Regions from separate parts of the Mus musculus genome. Here region 2 is linked to region 1. The links are chromatin contacts, called in public HiChIP or PLAC-seq maps. All regions are on one chromosome and are shown on one strand. The core of a region is the stretch at or near the end of the contact, and the rest is flanking DNA. Distances in the headings are between cores, read along the strand shown.

What was found. HiChIP or PLAC-seq counts read pairs in DNA pulled down with a chosen protein or histone mark.
Region 2: an H3K4me3 HiChIP or PLAC-seq map of bone marrow-derived macrophages shows a contact between it and region 1, with 5 times the contacts expected there. The contact joins the enhancer-like site here to the promoter of Gtf2h2 in region 1. A contact is called at or near these places in 3 of 39 promoter capture datasets (the C10 cell line, cranial neural crest and maxillary cranial neural crest), 4 of 484 Hi-C or Micro-C datasets (the AML12 cell line, embryonic stem cells and myocytes), 2 of 115 datasets of contacts at active chromatin or transcription factors (acute myeloid leukemia and bone marrow-derived macrophages) and 3 of 9 other capture datasets (adipose tissue, liver and pancreatic islet).

Annotation. Positions count from the first base shown.
Region 1 is chr13:100,491,338-100,494,037 of GRCm38.p6, reverse strand. It overlaps Gtf2h2 (general transcription factor II H, polypeptide 2), which reads left to right and starts at 1,429. Exons shown (of 16, transcript NM_022011.4): 1 at 1,429-1,581.
Region 2 is chr13:100,140,676-100,143,375 of GRCm38.p6, reverse strand. No RefSeq gene overlaps it. Among named protein-coding and RNA genes, the nearest start is that of Smn1, 17 kb to the right of the region's middle. Within about 2 kb of position 1,260, at least 10 of the 459 cell types and tissues checked have an H3K27ac peak or open chromatin away from gene starts, as enhancers often do. A contact at or near this core is called in bone marrow-derived macrophages, where this site is marked.

The sequences.
Region 1 (2,700 bases), core at 180-2,679:
ACACCCAGGTTTTATTCAATTCTTTCTTTACGGTTGTTCTTAGTTTCACAGCTTGAAAAGGTATTTCACTAGGTAAGATAATTTTATTGTTACTTTATATGTGATTGGAATATTAGTCATAGTTATACTGAGACTACCATGATTTCTGTGCACATTTTGTTTTGCTTTGGTACCCTGTTAACAAAGTTTTAATAAAAACCCCCTGTTCCAGCAGTCCTAGCAGACTTGTCTGGCCACGCGTCTCAGTTTGCCAAAGAGACACGTAATGATGAATGACAGAGAAAAGGGTTTTATTAAGGTGGCCATGATGAGAAAAACAGATAAAGGGGTTTGCATATACCAAGTCTGTCTTCGAGGGGCTGAGATGAACTTTGACATTTTATAGAAAAGGGAAATGGGAGGGGCTTGTGGTGTGCATAGATGACAGAGCCTGTGGTCTGGTCAGGTGATCTGGTCAAGGCATGGGTCTGATCACTTATGCCAACAAAGGCCTTGTTTCGCAAGGGTTTCTGGAGACCTTGCTAGTGATGTCATTACTCCGAGGCAGACTGTTTATGGCGAGGTAGTTACCCCAGCGCCAGCTTTCAGCCTCCCCACCATACGTAGTTGCCCTCATGTGGGAGGTGATCTGTCCTGCCAGGCTTGCTCTTTGCTTGGGAGTAGTCTCGGTTCCACGTCATAAGGATGTTTACAGATCAGTCTTGCCATTCCTTGTGTTCAAGAGAACTACAGAAGAGAGTGAGTGACTTAGCAGGAAAATTGTTTTTTAAAAAAAAAAGTCAGAGAATGGTGCCCTTCGTCTTCCTAGCTCAGTCTTAGTTTCTAAGACTATTTTACAGAGCCAAAGTTATGAGTGGGAAAAGTTCGAATGTGTCTTACTTCTATTCACAAATATGCTTAGATGTATTTTTATTTTATTGGGGGAATCCTCTTATTTTTGGGTTAAAGAGCATGCTTGGCGCTCGTGGGGGTGGGGCGGCAGGTGGGGCTATGGCTATGCAGTTAAGAGCACTTGTTGCTATTCCAGAGGGTCCGGATTTGATTTCCATCATCCACATGGCAGATAGCAAACATCTGTAACTTCAGTTCCAGGGGATCAGATGCCATCTTCCGTCCCCTGCCCCAACTAGGCACGAACATGGTGCACAGACATGCACGCAGGCAAAAACATCCAGATACTAAACAAAACCCAACAAAACAAAACCCACGGACAAAAAAAAACCTCCCTAAACGCATGTATAACGTATCCAGAACTTGTAGTTTTAGCTGTTTGGTCTATAGAAATGCACCCCACAGCAGAAATATTGGTGAACTGGAAGGCAGTTACGCTCTTGGGCACCACTTGCTCCCTAGCTCCCTCTTCTGGCAGCAGCTGCCCTCTGCCGCCGGAACATTTTTTTTTTCCCGTGGCTCCAGCGCGCTGCGGAAGAATTTTGGCGGCGCACTCAGACTGCCGGTACTTCCGGTGAGGGTCGTCTCGTCGAGGCTGGTGGGTCTACGCGAGGAGACCTGCGGGGTCCTGAGGCTGTGGAGGGCTGGAGTGAGGCGGACAGGAGAAGAAGCCTGGAGCTGAGGACCGAGGTGCAAAGCCCGGGTTGGCCTCGGGGGGGACCTGGAGGGCGGAGGGGGTGGGGGCGTGTGCAGGGAGCGCGGCAGCTTCCGCCTGAGGAAAGTTCTCGCTGCAGGGCTGCCGTTTGCCGTGAGTCTGTGTGGCCCGAAGCGAGTTTGCAGCCCCGAGCTGTCCCTCTCTGAACACGGGGGACAGTAAATCACCCTTGACCTCGGGCCAGGCAGGGTAAGGCGAGGCAGAGCCTCCGCAGTGGCCATGCGCGCTGCGGCTCGCGGGTGCACGCGAGGAGCTCACCGTGAGCATCTCCCGGGGCGGCTGGGTGTGATGACGGAAAGTCTAAGAAACGGGTGATCTGGCTGCGGCGTGGGGACTTCTAACTTCTCCCCGGTTGGATTCTCCATCATAAAGAGGCCCCGTATACCCAGCCAAAAAGTGTGCGGCGTTTACTCGTTGCTTCTCATTTTCTCTGAATTTAAGAGAGTAATAGAAGAGTAAAATATAAAGCAAATGTTGATGCGGTGGAGCAACATTTAAAAAGCTTAAAAGTAATATTATGCGAACTGTGTGTGCACACGCACACACGTGTGCTGGGATCACAGGTGTATTCCACTCTGCTCATCCTGAACAGAAATTTTATTTATTTTTAATTAATTAATTAATTAATTTGGAGATGGTTTCTCTGTGTAGTGTTGGCAGTCCTGGAACTCACTTTGTAGACTAGGGTGGCCTTGAACTTTAGAGATCTGCCTGCTTCTGCCTTCCGAGTGCTGGGACTAAAGGTGTGCTCCACCACAGCCAGGCTCATAGTTTTGTTATTTTTTAAAATTATTATTTTTTTTTTATTTACAGTTCCAATGTTATCCCCTTTCCTGGTTTCCCCTCCGAAAACCCCCTATTTCCTACCCCTTCCCCTGTTCACCAACCCACCCACTCCTGCTTCCTGGCCCTGACATTCCCCTATACTGGGGCTTAGAGTCTTCACACGACCAAGGGCCTCTCCTCCCATTGATGACAAACTAGGCCATCCTATGCAGCTAGAGCCATGAGTCCCACCATGTGTACTCTTTGGTTGGTGGTTTAGTCCCTGGGAGCTCTGGGGGTACTGGTTAGTTCATATTGTTGTTCCTCCT
Region 2 (2,700 bases), core at 11-2,510, 350 kb after region 1:
CAGTAGGACTTGGGAGAATAGAGCCAATAAATGAGGCAGACTAAAGTCTCATGCAATAGTCAGCTTTATTCAGAGCATCAGACAGTTTATACTCTGAGAGTTAAGAAAAACTACCTGAGAAAAGTTCTTCTGAGTTCAGGCTATACACAATCATGAAGACAAGTTGCATGTGGCGAAACATGTTTTTCTATAGAGCAGTGGTTCTCAGCCTGTAGGTCTTGACCCCTTTGAGGGTCAGATGATCTTTTCACAGGGGTCACTTAAGACCTTCAAAAAAACATAAATATTTATGAATCATAACAATATCAAAATTACTTATGAAGTAGCAACAAAAATAATTTCATGGTTGGGAGGTTACTACAACATAAGAAATTGTATTTGTGGTGGTTTTGAGAGGCCACATCTTTTAAGTTCAGACTCCATTTTAGAGAACCTGGCCTAAGTTTGAACTCAGGTAAACTAACAGGCCTGGTACCCAGCACTAGTTTCCAAATTACTCCCCAACAAAACCCAAACCTAGCTCTAGTCTCTAGGCTAATCCTCAACAAGACCAGCATCTCCAGGTTACACTCTTAACAGGACCAACATCTCCAGGTTATTCCCCCAACAGACCTGCACCCCCAGGTTACACCTTGGGGGGGGGGAGATGCAGATCACTAACATTTCCCTGGCACTAACTAGAGTTTGAATATGCTTGGCCCAGGGAGTGACACTATTAGGAAGTATGGCCTTGTTGGAAGGAGTATGTTGTGGTGGGGGTAGGCTTTGAGGCATTCTTCCTAGATTCCTGGAAGTCAGTCTACTCCTAACTGCCTTCAGAACAGGATGTAGAACTCTTAAGCTCCCTCCCCACCCCCACCATGCCTGTCTGGATGCTGCCATGCTTTCCACCATAATGATACTGGACTGAACGCCTGAACCTGTAAGCCAGCCCCAATTAAATGTTGTTCATATTAAGAGTTGTCTTGATCATAGTGTCTGTTTGCAGCAGTAAAACCCTAACTAAGACAGTATTCCAGGGTCACAGGCAGGGGCATATAAAGGATAAACATTAAATTGAATAACAACACAAACAATACTGAGCAATCTGAGCTGTGCCTTGCAGGACAAAGCCATGACAACAAAGCTCACTAGGGCCATGAAGCTGCTAGGAGCTGCTGGGCAGTATTTGGCTGCAAGAGACCTCAGAATGCTAGTGCTGCCAGCCACTGCGTGTGACACAAGGTGCCTGTGGCTAGAGCTGGTGCTGCAAGGACCTCCCTCAGTGTCTCGGCAGCATCCTCTGTGCATGCAGGGATGACTGGGGAGAGGAGTTCAGAACAGGAAGCCTGTTACATCATAAATACTCAATTTAGAAACAGGAGACAATAACTTGGCAACTGACTTAACTCATTGAGTAGCGCGGGTGGAAAAAAACCTAGGTAGGCTGTATGCAGTAGTACATGTGTTTAAACCTAGCTACTCTGAAGGCTGAGGCAGGAGAAACACAAGTTGAGGCCAGCCTGATCAATCTAGAGAGACACGGTCTCAAAATAAAGTAGAGGAAGAGTTGGGGAGGCAGGCTGCTCGGCGGTCCAGCATGTGTGAGGGCCTGGGTTTGATGACTAGCACTGCCCATGAAAAGGAAAGAGGGGCTGGAAAGATGGCTCAGTGGTTAAAAGCCGTAGTGATTCTTGCAGAAGACCCAGGCACAGTTTCCATTACCAGCATGGTAGCTTACAAACAGCTCTAACTCCGGTTCTAAGACCCAATGTCCTTTTCTGGACTCACTGAATACCAGACAAATACATGGTACACACGCATATGCAGACAAAATGCCCATACCCATAAAAGAAAACTTTTAAAGTCTTTTTTTTTTTCAATAAAGAAACAGTTCTAAAAAGAATTCAGTGGTCTTGTTTGTTCCTCAACACTTAAAAGGAAAACGCCAAAGCTGCATCGGCCCCTGACCACATCCTCCGTATTCCAGCTCCCTGAATCTGTCAAATGGGCAGAACAGTTTGCACCTTCTTAGGACATCCGCTTTATTTTTAAGTTAAAAAAAACAAAACAACCCAAGAAATCAATTTTTCATCGTAGTGCACATAGAGCATAACTGAAACAGGTGACAAAAATAATTGTAAACTCACACAAATAGATATCAAATGTGATTTTATTAAGCTCCAAATATAACAAGTCTGGAAAAAAAAACCAACTTTTTGTTGGAAGAGTTCCTTACGATCACTGATAAGTGTCTTTCCTGCTTACATTCTCTTCGCCCAAGCTTTTGCCATCTCCATCTCACCAAAATAGCTGCTTTAGCATCACTGCGACCTCCACACTGGCTCGTAGCATCACCAGTGACCTCTGACCTCCACATTGGTTTAGTCAATGACTGCGCTGCAGACTTTATCATATCTGTCCTGTCAGCAGCAGCTGAGCTACAGATGGGGCTCCTCCCTGGCCTCCAGGACGCACCTGCTCCTGCCAGGAGCCCTTGGAGCATCAATGACCCCTGCTTTCCGCAGAGAGCTCCAGCTCGACCCTCTGCTGTTTCTCCTCTAACCCCTGGAGGATCTGAGTTCTCCTGGCTTTGTCTCTGTGTTATACACAGCCTGGACCACCTCATCCTGCCAAATGGCTTTAAGCTCCATGTCCACACTATCTCCTCCGTCTACAGCTCTAGCCCTGCACTCTGTTAATAGAACTCCAATGGACACT